2 separate regions of the Gasterosteus aculeatus genome follow, and region 1 is linked to region 2. Evidence: chromatin contacts called from public Hi-C data. All regions are on one chromosome and are shown on one strand. The core of a region is the stretch at or near the end of the contact, and the rest is flanking DNA. Distances in the headings are between cores, read along the strand shown.

Region 1 (6,893 bases), core at 1,612-4,111, 100 kb before region 2:
AATTCACATTAAAGGGAGCAGATAGCTCTGCTTCGTACCACTTCTTTCATTTGATGTTTTACACAAATCAACAAAGATGGACCAGGTTGATTTGGCGCGGTGCCTCGCTGACAGAAAATTCTGGCAAGGCGCAGATGTAGGTATGCCATATCTGAAACAAACAAAGGGAAGACATCATCTCCCACGGTGCATTGTTAAACAGCGACTGCTTGCACACGATGCAGCGCGTTGCAGTATATCAAAAAAGGAAAAGAGCAGTCATTCAGTAAAGTGGGGTTAGAGCTGAATGAAATATGCTCCCAATTATGGCAATGTGTGTAAGGAGCTAATAAAGTGAATGTCCCTACAAGACACTGAACCGTAATGGATACCAACTAATTTGCTTTGACTGATGAATTTCCCTCTCCAGTTGTGTGGGGTTGAATAATTATGAAATCTATCACAAGACATCGGGACTCATTAAGGATTCATGACATTTCATTAAAGCAATGTTGTTAGAGGCAGCACATGGTGTTCTGTTTGTGTTTGTACGTGTGTGCATGCAGAGAGTGAGATAGTGTGTAGAAGTAATTATCCAGCGATTAAAGCACTTAAAGGAAGGGCTGTTTTTTGCTGCTCCGTCATTTAATTTCTGAATTCCGTCACTCAAAGTCTTTTTTCTTCTTTTTCCGTCGCCGAGATGTTTTCTGCCTCCGTTGTGCACATTCATTACTGCGAAGGGCTTCTGCTGTGTTTGAAAATGTGCACCCTGATCCATCAAAAACCCACAAAATCCATTACATTTATATAAAACTGTCACAACAGACTAGATGGGTTCATTATACAGGCCTAGCTTTACAAGAAAAGTTTGCCTGTGGAGCCCAAATCCTGTGCAGGCAGGAGTGTAACTAGTTAACAACGGGAAACAAAAGCCCCTACTTGTTAAGATTGGTATCAAACGCTTTGTGCATTTTTTTCCCTTTTTCCAACGTTATCCGCCGATTGACTGGATGTGAAATCTGTGGTTCTCACTATCGTTCCAATGCTTCAGAGGGACCGAACCGCACCTACCGCTTTGAGTAACTGGACGGGAAAGTGACCTGAAACAACACCAATTCATTTAGAGGCCGCGGACCGGTGGCTGGGGACCCCTGCACCAGAATCATAATTTCTACAACAACTGAAATACACTGTTTAAATTCTGCAGCTAGACAAGCTGTTGCTCCATCTTTCCTATCTTAACGTTGGGCTTAAAGAGGCCCTGAGCGCAGCTAAAATGCACAGAAATAAGCGTAATATGAGTGTTCTTACATCAGAAGGATATTTCCCTAAAAAGTTGACAAAAATGCCTTTGAGGACGATAATACTTCACGTCCTCCATGCTGACCCATTTGTATTGTGTGCATGTGACTTGTGTCCCAAACGAGGCTGTTCTGGATTCAAGCATTACTTTATCTCTCGATCTCCAGACACTGTATTGGCCCTGACATATTTCTTTCCAGAGTTGTTGCACTGCCCAGAGTTTGTGAAATCACCCGCACAGGCTTTGAAGAAAGCCAGTGACACACAGGGGTGGTTAATTGAGTTCTTCATTACTATTTACTTAAACTCACTTGGCCTCTGTTTAATTACAAAACAACAAAAGAACAAGATCAATACCGCCAAGTAAGTGAAGTAAGACATCTTGAGAGGGTGGGATTGAGCAAAATACTTGTGGCTGCTTCATTGTTTCATGACCCAAGTAGAGCTGGAACCACGTGGGAAGGTGGCAGGAGCACAGAGAAGATACCACGAGAGAAAGCGACACCACCATCAACTCAGATTGAAGGGTTTGGTTGACCTGATTTAGTCATGCTTATTTAAGTGACACCGCTACTACACATCACATCGCAGTGGAGTATTAATTGGCCATGTATTCAAATGAATATGGTCTTAGTATCTCACAGAAGCATCAACATGTTCTTCAGCATGTACCACCGGACTTTAATATAAAAACTGCCAGGGTTTTAAGGAGTCTAGATGGTTCGAGAATTTGTTTTCTCGCCTAGTTACTAAGAGGTACATGAGAAGATTGATCTTCTACAGTCGCTGCAGGCTAATGCTAGCAGACGGCTAGCTTAGCATGAAGGCTGGAAATAGGATGAAAATAGTCGGGCTAAATTGAGCATGATGTTCCCTTAGTAAGTGATGGTCGCATTTAAATTAAAACAGAGCGTACTGCAGCGGATGGAACTGGGCTACCTTGTGTTTGACCTGTTAACCAAGATGGCCCCCGCCTAGAAGCTTCAGCTTCAAATAACCCAGTCCACAAACCGACAGGACGTCACCGTGGCCACATCCCTGTTGTATACGGTTTATGAGGGTAACCTTTCAGATGAAACACAGACAGTGAGTCCGATGACAAGTGAGCTGTTCATCCCTTTTTCTGTCCTTGAGTTCCCGCACTTGATGCTCAGCTAAACTGACTGCAGGTTGCGTTTGCGTATTTAGCATCGGCTAACAGACATGATACTTATGTTGACCTTCCCCTCTCACCCGTAGGCAAGAAAGCAAGTCATTTCCCAAATTGTCAAACTATTCCTAATGTGTTTTCATAGCCAGTGACTCATTTGGAAGATTTCATTTGGAGATCTTTGTGCCAAGTCTGCCATCCTCCGTTCAGTCATGTTGGGGGTCCTCTGTATCTGTAGATAATCTGAACTCCAATCTTCCCTCATCAGTCTGCTCAGCTAACGGAATATCCTTCTCTAAAAGACGGCACGCACACACACACACTCACACACACTCACACATCCGGTAAAGCAAGTGGGATGCTAATTCACAAACAGGAGGAAAAAGGCCACATTTTGCTGTGGTAAACAATGCAATGTGATCTCATGGTGAGTGGGAGAGAAAGTGACCTGCGTGTTGTTTAGTTAGAAGATTGTCTGTGGTGTGTAAACTCGCGGATTGAAAGCGGGCTCTCAGTGCCACGTTAATAGAATATATATATATATATTGTGTATAGAGTGGAACCCAATCTGAAATTAACCACCGTGTTGAATGTGACTCTCTGGCTTTTTCCCACAGGGCAAGCCGCTTCATTACGTGGTCTCCTTTTCATCTGGGTGAGATCACCCCTGTGGGGAGTATCAACACGGCGAGCCACGTCCGACGCTCTCTTGTCCCCGTTTAAACATTGAAATAGTGTTGCCGCATATTGTTGTGTGCCTCTGTGTTGTCTTCTTTCATCTAGCGTGCTTCATAATGCTTGGAGACTGCCACAGGACTGAAAGATCTCAGTGAAGAAATTAGATGATGAATTTCCAAGGGACCCCCCCCCCCCCCCCCTATTTTCTCCCCTTGCCTAAATCCTCTCCCCAACTCACGCAGCTCCCTGACCCCTCCACCTACTCCTCACTTCAGCTAGCCATAATTATTTTGCAAAAGAGCTCGATAAGAAGAACACACAGTAATTTCTCTTACCCTGTTGTAAAAAAAAAAGCTCATTAAAATGGGCTGCAACAAACAAAGCTTTTCCTGGGAGGCCCCCTTTTGAAATTCGTTTTATAATTTCCCTCTGTTTTAATCATTTATATCAATTAATCATTCCTTGGTGGAAAAGATATTCTTTGCCGTCTTCGGTGTTTTTTTGTTCTGGTGAGTGAGAGGCTTGATGAGGATGTCAGGAGAATGTGGCTCAAACCAAGGTGGAGTAGCGTCGGCTTTGCCAAAGGGAAATCAGCTTGATGCTGCACAATCTCTTCGGAGCTGCAGGAATAATTAAACAATTAAAGTCAAGAAAGAGATCATCTTTATAAATCTGATGTCTTTCTAATGAAGCCCGGGGCATCTTATAATGGAGCGGTTTTGTCATGTAAAATCAGTCAACCCTGTGAATCCCAAACAACTTTTCTCGGAGGCAACTTTTCTCCATCTCCTTTTTTCATAATTTATTTCAAAGACGTCACTTGTTTTTCACGTGAGTCCCGGCTTTAAGCTGAAAGAGGAGGATCTCCTTTCTCTTTCAACACCACGTTCAGCGGCATGTCAGCACCACATTATTTGTATTAGGAGGTGTTGCAATCGCTTCCAGTTCATCTTGCCTTTGAAGTCTCACGTGATGGTGGAAACTCAAAACCGGAGGTCTCCATGAATCCGAGGATCTCAGCCAAATCGAGGTCTGGCGGATTAGCCTTAATAGGTGTTGAAACCGATGACCCGGGGCTTAATGAGTCTGGACACGACAGCAGGCCCTGCAATTACTTGCAGTGACAGACGATGGCGCCACTACGCAGCTATTAGGCCTGGATATTTCCCAGAGGTTGGAGTCACCCTCTGTAAACTAAGTAGTTATTGAATGTCAACTAATTAAACTGAGACGTGAGATGAATGCGGTTCCTTTTTTTGTTGAAAAAATGCCCCGTCTGCCCTTGTACGACACACCGACGGAGACGGAGATCCATCCGTCTTCATGAGGATAACGTTCAGCCATCGCGGCCGTTCATTCATTCCCTTTGTCTACAGTGTGACGAAAGAACATAAATCACGCAATTTATTGCAGCAAATAACTAAACGCGCTATTATGCGGGCGTTCCCCGCTGCCCGCGTCGGGGTTTTAAAGTGTGCACGCTCGTCAACGCGCCTCTCCGGCCGCTCGCGCCTCCCCGCTCCATCCTCCTCCGCGCGTCCGCGAGTCAACCTCGAGCGCGCTCCCATTGGCCCGCATTTGTTGTCTCAGTTAAATGGACCGCGCTCCGATTGGCTGCGGCGGCGCCTTCGTCACGTGGCCGAAAGGTGTTTTTACTGGTCGGTTCCCGTCAGCGACGCACGCAGACCGACCGAGCAGCTCGCGGGACCCCAACGCAGCACACCGGAGCACGCGCGCAGGTATCGCCCGCGCGTATTTTCAACCCCCTCCTCCTCCTCCTCCTCCTCCTCCTCCCGGCTTCCTCCGCTCGGACGCGCAGACCTGTAATCACTGTCTGGCGATGGACTCCTTTTGTTCCGACGAAAAGAAGAGCAGCAAAGCGGCAGCAGCCCGGCGGCCGACCAGTGGAAATACTATCTGATAACTCCATCTGCGTGGACGTCCAGGCTCGAGCTCTTTTTTTTATTTTTTGTATTTTATTCTTTCTTTTTTGTTGGGGTGGGGGGGGTGGGACTATCGCAGCCTACCTGTTTACGCTGCTACGCTGCAAGTCATCAACTTTACAGCCATTACTCTTAAAAGAGACAAGCGAGGTAAGCGTGGCTTTTATTATCAGCGCTACTTCGCACCGCGAAAGTAGCCTCGCCTCTTGTGTTGCTCCTCAGAATGCTAGCGGTGATATCTGATAGCCTGTGTTATTCCTGCGGCGTTATCTCCTTACACCCGTGCCTCCTTGCCTCCTTGCCTCCTTACCTCCTTGCCCTGAAAAGAAAAAGAAAAAAAAACCACCAGCGCCACATTTACTTCATTCTGCAGCGGCCGCTGGGGCTCCTTCGCACATGGCTTCTATGTTTTCTCGCTCTTTCTATTTCCACCACTCGCTCTCTGCGTCCACACCGCCTGCCCGTGTAATTGCTTGAGTTGGCCCATTTAAGTTAAAGCCCCCCCCCCCGTCCTTTTCCCCCCCTCCTGTCCCCTTGCATCTCTCAGCGGGGAGAAAAGAAAAAAAAAGGAAACTCTCTGAATGAAACTTGACGATGGTCCGTGTTGTTTATGCAGGGAGTCACTTTCAGGTCGGCTTTTTGGATTCATCTCCCTTTTTAGATTTAATCAGCACTGAGGTTCGCTGTGGTTTGTCCCTGAGAGCCATCACTAATGGGCTTACTGAATGCTTTTCTGTGTGCACCCCCCCCCCCCCCCCCCTTACTCCCCCACCCCCTCCCCAACTATAATTAGCCTACCTGCCTTTCAACAAAGATTTGTCTTTATCCAGGCTTGTAGTCTACGCGGCCACATCGGGGAGGATTACGTTTGAGAAGGAGCCACATTAATTGTGCACTTGCATTCGATCGGGACACTTTGGCGTCACCACAGGAGGCCTGTGGGGGGGGGGATCCGTCCCGTGGCTCCCAGTGAGACCAGCTCTGTGTCTTCTTTTTGGTTGCAAGTCCATCGATCGGGTGGGTGGGGTTGTGGGTGGGTGGGGGGCCCCCCCGCAGGCATCAGGTTGTTGGTAAACACAGAGCCAGAGAGCCGAGCGTCGTGGCACGTCAGTTAGGAGGCAATTCACACAAGTACCCTTTTGTGTCTCAGCCCGTGACCGCCACCCTTCACGCTGCCACAGAGCGAGGCGTTGTGCGGCCGAGTTGTGTGCCATTTAGAATTTCTCAGGGCGGCTCAACAAAAGCCCACGCTGTGTAATTGTTCCTGTCTTTGGCCCCGGGGTTAACAGTTAGCAGGCATTCATCAACCAGAGCAGCAGCAGCACGGGGACGATGAGACGCAGATTAGCTCTCTGAGCGACTCGCTTCGCAGCAGAACAGGAACCAGAACCTGTTTATGGGATCAGCCGTTGTGGGTTTTTAGAGCCGCTCAAATATCACGCCGGTGGAGCGACATATTAAAGGTGCGGGAATAGTTTAATTTGATAATCGATAAGCCGATCCTATTACCTCGTGGTCCAGAGACCTGACCCGTCACAAGCTCCCAGGCAAAAACGATGCTTCGCCCCCCCCCCCGGCGGAACGGCAACTTTCTGCTGTGGTATGTGCCGCTGACATCATCTGTTGCGCGTGTGTTTTCAGGGACAATGGTGAATCCCGGAGGCAGCAGCCAGCCACCGCCGGTGGGCACAGGTTCTCTGTCCTGGAAGCGGTGTGCAGGGTGCGGGGGCAAAATCGCAGACCGCTTCCTCCTCTACACCATGGACAGCTACTGGCACAGCCGGTGCCTCAAGTGCTCCTGCTGCCAGGCCCAGCTGGGAGAAATCGGCACGTCGTGCTAC
Region 2 (6,800 bases), core at 848-3,347:
AACGGCCCTCTCGGTGCCGAGACAACAAGACACAAAAAAAAACTGTTCGCCCCCCCCGCCCGCCGCACCGATGCCCTGAGCAAACATTAGGGAAGAGAAAACAGTGCCAAGTGGAAACGGGTGACATTTTGAATTGAATACCTCAATAATGGATGCGATCTCCCCGTAACCTCCATTTAGCTGGCAGAGCCAAAGCAGCACAGAATCAAGGCAGGATCCCTGAGGTCAGTGGAAACAGAGGACGTTGGTTAATGATGCCTGTGCTGCTCTGGGAGCGCCGCTCTGGATGCAAGGGAGAAGATAAACCCTCCTCCTATTAGAAATGTGTGTCCAAGAGTTTTCCTGGAATCCGGATTTAAAAACATAACCGAGTTTAGCGCTGTCGACTTCTCATCGGCCGCTGTTTTTACAACAGTCACACACATGTGAGAGAAAGGAAGAGAGACGACAGGGAGATAAGGTCAATAAGGAGTGCGCGCTGATTTGCCTTTACAAAAGGTCAGGCCGGGCTTCACAGCAACCCGACTGTCGGAGGATCCTGGCTGGAAACTCCGTAACGATCTCGGCTGTGGCTGACGGAGCACCGGACCCCACCCTGACCTCTTTAGAGAGAGGCCGGCCCCAGCGTCTCCCTCACTCTCGTCTGACCGGAGAAAACTAATGAGTGCGAGGCTGTGGGTAAAACCTAATGGGGCTCAGTAGTTTCTTTGCTCGGGGGCTGACTGCTGAAAATGAACATTTAACCACAGCTCCGGTAATTGAAAAAATGACAAGCCCGTACATACAAGGCCATGGGCCCACACAAACACGCTGACCCACCCACCCACACTCAAATTATTCTGATTATTTGCCACCTCCGGATTAGAAGCGCCCCTCCACAATGTCACTTACAGCACCAACCAGCAGCGGCGTCACAATGCACAGGGCGAAGCGGAGATGTGGAAGTAACATCAATTAAAATGAGGCCGTTAGCCTCTAGTTATGCCAGAGATGGAGTAAGTGGAGAGAGGCACAGGCTTGATGTTACAGGGACTTTACTGTGTGGGAGAAGGCTGCACAGTAACAAGCAAACTCTAAGAGGAGCAACCGTCTCCGGAACGACAAGAAGAAGAAGGGAGGAGGAGAGAAAACATGGACACATGGCTCTCTTTGGGAGGAAATAAAGAAATCCACTCAAAATGTGAGTTTCAGAGCTTAACTTTGCTCACAGCTCCACCTGCTTGTCATTCATTGACACTGACACTCGTGTCTTTGGAGATTCAACCTGTGGATGACGTGTGGTGGCTGAATAATGTGACCTTTGATCCGGAGATAAAAAAAACAAAAAAACATTGTGCAGTTTGTTTTAGAAGAGAAGTGTCTTTGTCTAAGGCTCAAAACAGGTCGATGACAGTTTTGAGTCCATAGGAGTGTTAGCTTTGGTGACCAAGTGGAGTTTGTGTGTGATTGTAGAATTTTGTTATTTAACATGTTAATCATGAATAAAAAAAGACATGGTTGGCCACAGCAACATCAAATACGGAACATTATTAAATGGAACCTGGAGATCTCAGATTGTTTAGTTGAAGGGATCAAATGACTATTATTAGGTCGAGCAGGTGCTTGTAGACACATTCAAAGGAATTGTTTGAAGTAGGAAAGCAATACTCCATTGCAAGTAGAGTTATGTATTTTAAGTTATCATAATCAAAAAAAAATACTTTGATAGACTTGTAAGGGGAAAATGCCTCTGTGCTCACCTTAAATTTTAGTTTAGCACGCGTTCATACATGATTTACAGCCAATCGTGGTCCAATATGCCGGGTAGATGTTACATTCCAATCCAGACATTTCCCAATGGAAAATATGTATTTGCACCCCATGATTGGCTTTGCTGAAAGTTTGATTCACTCATGGATCGTCCAATCACCCCCTCATATAGCAGTTCATTTTATTAAGAACCTGCCCAGTCTTCATAAGCTGACTGATCCCAGCAGCAGCCTGTTCCACAGACTGCCATCATTTCACGTCCTCTTCCTGTGGGTTAGAGCGAGTCATGGTTGTATATTGAGTAGTAGTAGTGGTGATGCACCTACCTGGAGACTTGGGGAGGAGATATACTACATAGTTAGATATACTGACCAGCCCTCCTATGCTACAGTAGCTATTGCAAGTATACTGAATGTCTACACATGCTGCCTTTTCTGTTTAATGATTGGCTCAGTGAATAAAGACCTTCCTTTACAGGGTTGCTTCTTAATTGTAGGCCTTCTTTCCTGGCTGCCAGGTGAAAGTGGTTTCCTTTAACAATGTGATTTGTAGGATTTAATGGGTTTTCACTGTTTGCAGTTTCACATCCTGAATGTATCCTTCAAAACATATTATAGACCCATATGTGCTTTTCTACCAAATCTCTTTTACCAGCCGTATTAGTGACAGTGTGGGCTCCATAGTGACGTAGCTCTGACAGCTTACACGTGGCGGGGCTAAGTGATGTGTTTAGTGACAAATAACAGCAACAAAAAATGAGTGCAAGGGACACGGAGCAGGTGAAGCATTGGGCTTGGTGCCGCGTTCGAGAAAGGCCCAGCAGCCATTTATCGCATATTACGACAAGCCTACTTGCATCCGATAAAGAACTCTTCTCCGTTTCTTTGGGAACCTCGGTGCTGCGTTTGACACCATTAATCATTGCATCTAGAACATTTGACTGGTAATAAAAGGAACTGCACTCAGCTGGTTTAAGTCGTATTCATAAGAATGATCCAAGTTTGTGTTTGTAAATGGTGAAACCTTGATGACCACCATGAACTTTCTTTGTATGCAGACGATACTTAATTGTATCTATCGATCAAGCCAGACGAGTACTACCATAATGCCCTATTAAAGAGCTCTGCTCCATAAATGCTGGGTTACCTGCGGTTCCTAGAGTCTTAAAAGGTAGGATGGCAGTTAGAGCTTCAGTTATCAAACTCCTCTTTTGTGGGAACCAGCTTCCACTTTCATTCCGGGGGGCAGACAGTCAGCTCATTTAAGACAAAGCTTAAGATCTTCTTTGATACCGCATATGAAATCGGGCTGGCTCAGGTTAGCCTGGACCAGCCCTTAGATAAGCCGCTGTAGGCATAAACTGCTGGGGGACCTTCCTAGGACACGGTGAGCTCATGTCTCCTTCTCTCTCTCCCCTTCTATAAGAATTGACATCTCATTAAATCACATCACTAATTCATCTTCTCCAGAGTTTTTGTGATTTTTTGATCCATGGATAATAGTTATATCTGACCCTGGTGTTGCTGTCATTATTATTAGTCACATCACTGTAATGGTCATCATAAACATACATTACTGACTCGGCCTCCTTCGTGAAGTCTTTGTGCTTTCCCTCTCCACAGGCATGGTGGTTACATCTGGAAAGTGGTTGTTCCTGCAGTGGTCCTGCCGTGTACACTTGGCTAACTACTTTCAATATTTGGATAATTTCTGTCACATGCATTGAACGTATTGTACATGTTTTATGTTGTTCATTCTGATAAATTACATCTATTGCGTTCATTCCATCTCGGGAGGGTTCGCCCCAAGGTTTCTTCCCGTTTCCTCCCTGCGGAAGTTTTTTTCTGTGGGAGGGGGGCTTTTTCCTGTGTCGATGGGAGGGTTCTCGGACAGAGGATGTCGCAAGTGTACGGATTGTAAAGCCCTGTGAGGCAAATGTGTAATTTGTGATTTGTGGCTATATCAAATAAATTGTTTATTTTATATTCTATCTAGAAGTAAATATTAATGCTCCGGACTTAACTCATTTCAGACAACTTCTTTTTAAAACCAATGTTCTGTGATCTAGAATGAAGATGTGTCATTGAATGCATTGTTACATTGTGTGCTTTAAATTGTTGTGGACCACAAGTAGAGCCTCAGGAGGTGGTGCCGATTTCAAATGAATAAAATAAGACTGATTAAAACCAGATTATTATCTCAGGCATTAACCAGATTGAACAGAAGCACTGAAACTGTGATCCATCATAATAGTTGAGCATTATTTTAAATGTCCAATGGCTATCCCATTTATGAATGTTATGCTTGATGGATGATGGCAATTAAGAAAATGCAATCTCCAAAGAGTTCTATGAATCCCTGCTCGCTGTCTCTCACTCACACACACACACACACACACACACACAGACACACACTTAAACATATGCCCACTGAAAAGGGCTGAACCCTGCTCAGTAGATTCATTTGAATACAGCAGTCATAGTTTAAAAGAGAATTATTCTGCTTTCAGAGTCATTTTTTAAACATTATCTGAACAAGATGCAATTACCAGCAGTTAACGGGGCAGCGTCGCATTTTACACCTCGTTCCAACAAACACTTTCTCTCATAAACATAAAGAGGTTGGTGTCCCCTCCCGGCATGTGGATGGCCTGTGCGCCGTGTGTCTCCCACTGGCCGGTGGGACGGGAGATACAGGCTTCATCCACACTCGACTTGCAAACACAGTGAACTACAACACAGTAGATGGAAGGATTGTGTTGCCATTATATTTAGGTACAACAAAATGTCGCAATGCACGAATGGTTCTGTAACAAAAACATTGATAAAGCTTTAGAAGTTTAGGAGTTTAAATATTGTCTGGTGTGTCCACTACCTTTCTGCTAGTTTCCCAAAGGAACCCTATCTGACTGCAGAACAAAGCTGAACACGCCATCGGAAACGTGCATTGTTGTTGGAAGGCAACATGAAATAAAGTTTCCGGCTGCATGAATGGAGTGAAACAAAACGGCCGTTCTCGGGCAATTATCAGGCCTGAAGCTGTGAATCGACATCAGAAGTCCGGCATAACAATGCAACAAGTGGTTTGTCCAACGCCAGCTGCACAGTGCAAACCATTACTGCTTGGACTCCAATTACAAATAATGGTTTTAGCTGAGACAGCAGCTACGGAATACAAAGCTCCTTTTTTTCTCCTGTCCTCAAATTACTATTAACAATCTAAAATGATTACGATGATTACTTTTACCTCAAAATTATTTTCATTCAGTTCCAAGAACACTGCGTGAGCCGTTATTCAAGATGCAAGATATATGGAAAAAGTCCTTTCATTGCTGAATGAAAGCGGTAGCTTTATCGGCGCTGTAACAGCTGAAGTTCACAGCGTGGGACACATCGAGCCACAGTCCCATCAGCGGCTTTAAAAAGCGGATGGGGGATTCCCAATGTGAGGGTCCGCGCTGCAGACTGTCGGCCTGTAATTTGGACGCGGCACCCAGAGGACATCATGGATTTGTGGGACACTTTGTTTTTCCACCCACACCAACTAGATCGTTGCTTTATTTATTGCTTTTCAGAATGCAGGCATCATCCCTGTAATAGGATGCATTCAGACCTCCCCCATCAGCAGCAAGTTCTAGAGTCAACTAATTCATATTTATTGTTCCCAGCTTTTAAATTCTGTTGTTCTGTGAGGGAAAAGTGAACATTTTAGCGTTTTGCTCTTGCAGGGGTGAATAAATAAAACAAGATGATATATTTCGCAGCCTAAATAAGAAAATCAAGACAAATTGATGACATTTTTTTTCTCGTTTCATTAAAATCCTTTTTTTTCTTTGACACTCTGAACAGAACATACCTTTTGATGCTGAGCAGCAACCTTGAAACAATCTCATTCGTTACAGAAAAGAACACTTTCCTTCGCAAGAGATGTGCGAGTACAAGAGGTTAGAAATCTCATCTATGAGGCACAGAGTATAAAGCCTGTTGCTCCTAACGACAGCTTTTAGATTAGTCTCCCTTTGAGCAACACTCACAATGTCAATGAGTCGTCCATGCTTTAGTTAGAACTGAGCCAATGCCTGCATCTATGATCAATCTGGTATAGAAACACACACACTCATTGAGATGCATGTGCATGTTTACAGTACTTATAATAGACAAAAAGTGATGATAATGAAATGATACACACACACAGTGTACATCTGCTGTACATTAGGCTAAATTGCCTGTATATTATATTATTATACAAAAATGGGATAACCAGTGTTATTTACTGCTTCTTTTTGTGTTGGAATAAATGTTACATATGTAACTGCCAGTTACAACTAATAATGTGTTTTTGGTTCTTTTTTTGTTTTGCACTGGGATGTTTGCTAAAATTGATTGGAATGCTCTACCTAGAAAATACCCCACCAGCTGCCCCCACCATAAACACACACACACTTGGTCAAACCCTCTTGCTTGGCCCCTGTGGGGTCTTCATTACCGCGGCGTATAGTTGCTGCTGCCCTGACCGCCTGCTGTAATGAGGGAGGGGCTCTGGCTCATTGCAGGCTTACAGCCGCCACAACATTGGTAGATTTCCTTAAAGGAATGCTTCCGAGATGACGAGGTGACTGGATGTTGGCTGATTGGATATTGGGCCTGCAACACAGTTTCTAATGATGCATTCAAATGCTTTTTAGAGTCGCGCTTGCTCCTCCTCCCACTGCTGCTCCCGTGGAGTGCGCTCCTCACTCAGAACTGTCGGGAAGCCACTCATCCGTACCACCAACCTTTTGGGGCCAAAATCACAAATAAAAATGTATTTTCCACCACGGAGGGGAGAGAAGAGAGAACGGATCTCGTTCCCTTTGACACTTCCCTCTAATGAATATTTTTGGGGAGGGAGGAAGGCAGCGGAGGACAATCCTTACATTGATGTGAGCCCATTCCGTTCCTGAGAGTCTGGTTAAAGGAGGAGATGCAAGTTGACTTTCAGATGTACCCTCTGGCTTGTGTAGCCTGTAAGAGGGGGGGGGGGGGGGGGGCACTAACAAGTTCATGCAATAT

Evidence for each region. Hi-C and Micro-C count contacts between places; a contact is called where the count stands out from the background.
Region 1: a Hi-C map of liver shows a contact between it and region 2, with 4 times the contacts expected there. The contact joins the promoter of lmo4b here to the enhancer-like site in region 2. A contact is called at or near these places in 5 of 6 Hi-C or Micro-C datasets (liver, skeletal muscle, tail fin and 1 more).

The regions. Positions count from the first base shown.
Region 1 is chr8:5,505,125-5,512,017 of fGasAcu3.hap1.1, reverse strand. It overlaps lmo4b (LIM domain only 4b), which reads left to right and starts at 2,861. Exons shown (of 5, transcript XM_040184881.2): 1 at 2,861-5,202; 2 at 6,694-6,893. The coding sequence starts at 6,699.
Region 2 is chr8:5,399,643-5,406,442 of fGasAcu3.hap1.1, reverse strand. All of the region lies in intron 4 of LOC144411429, which reads right to left. Among protein-coding and RNA genes, the nearest start is that of LOC144411429, 38 kb to the right of the region's middle. Within about 2 kb of position 2,097, at least 1 of the 9 cell types and tissues checked has open chromatin away from gene starts, as enhancers often do. A contact at or near this core is called in liver, where this site is marked.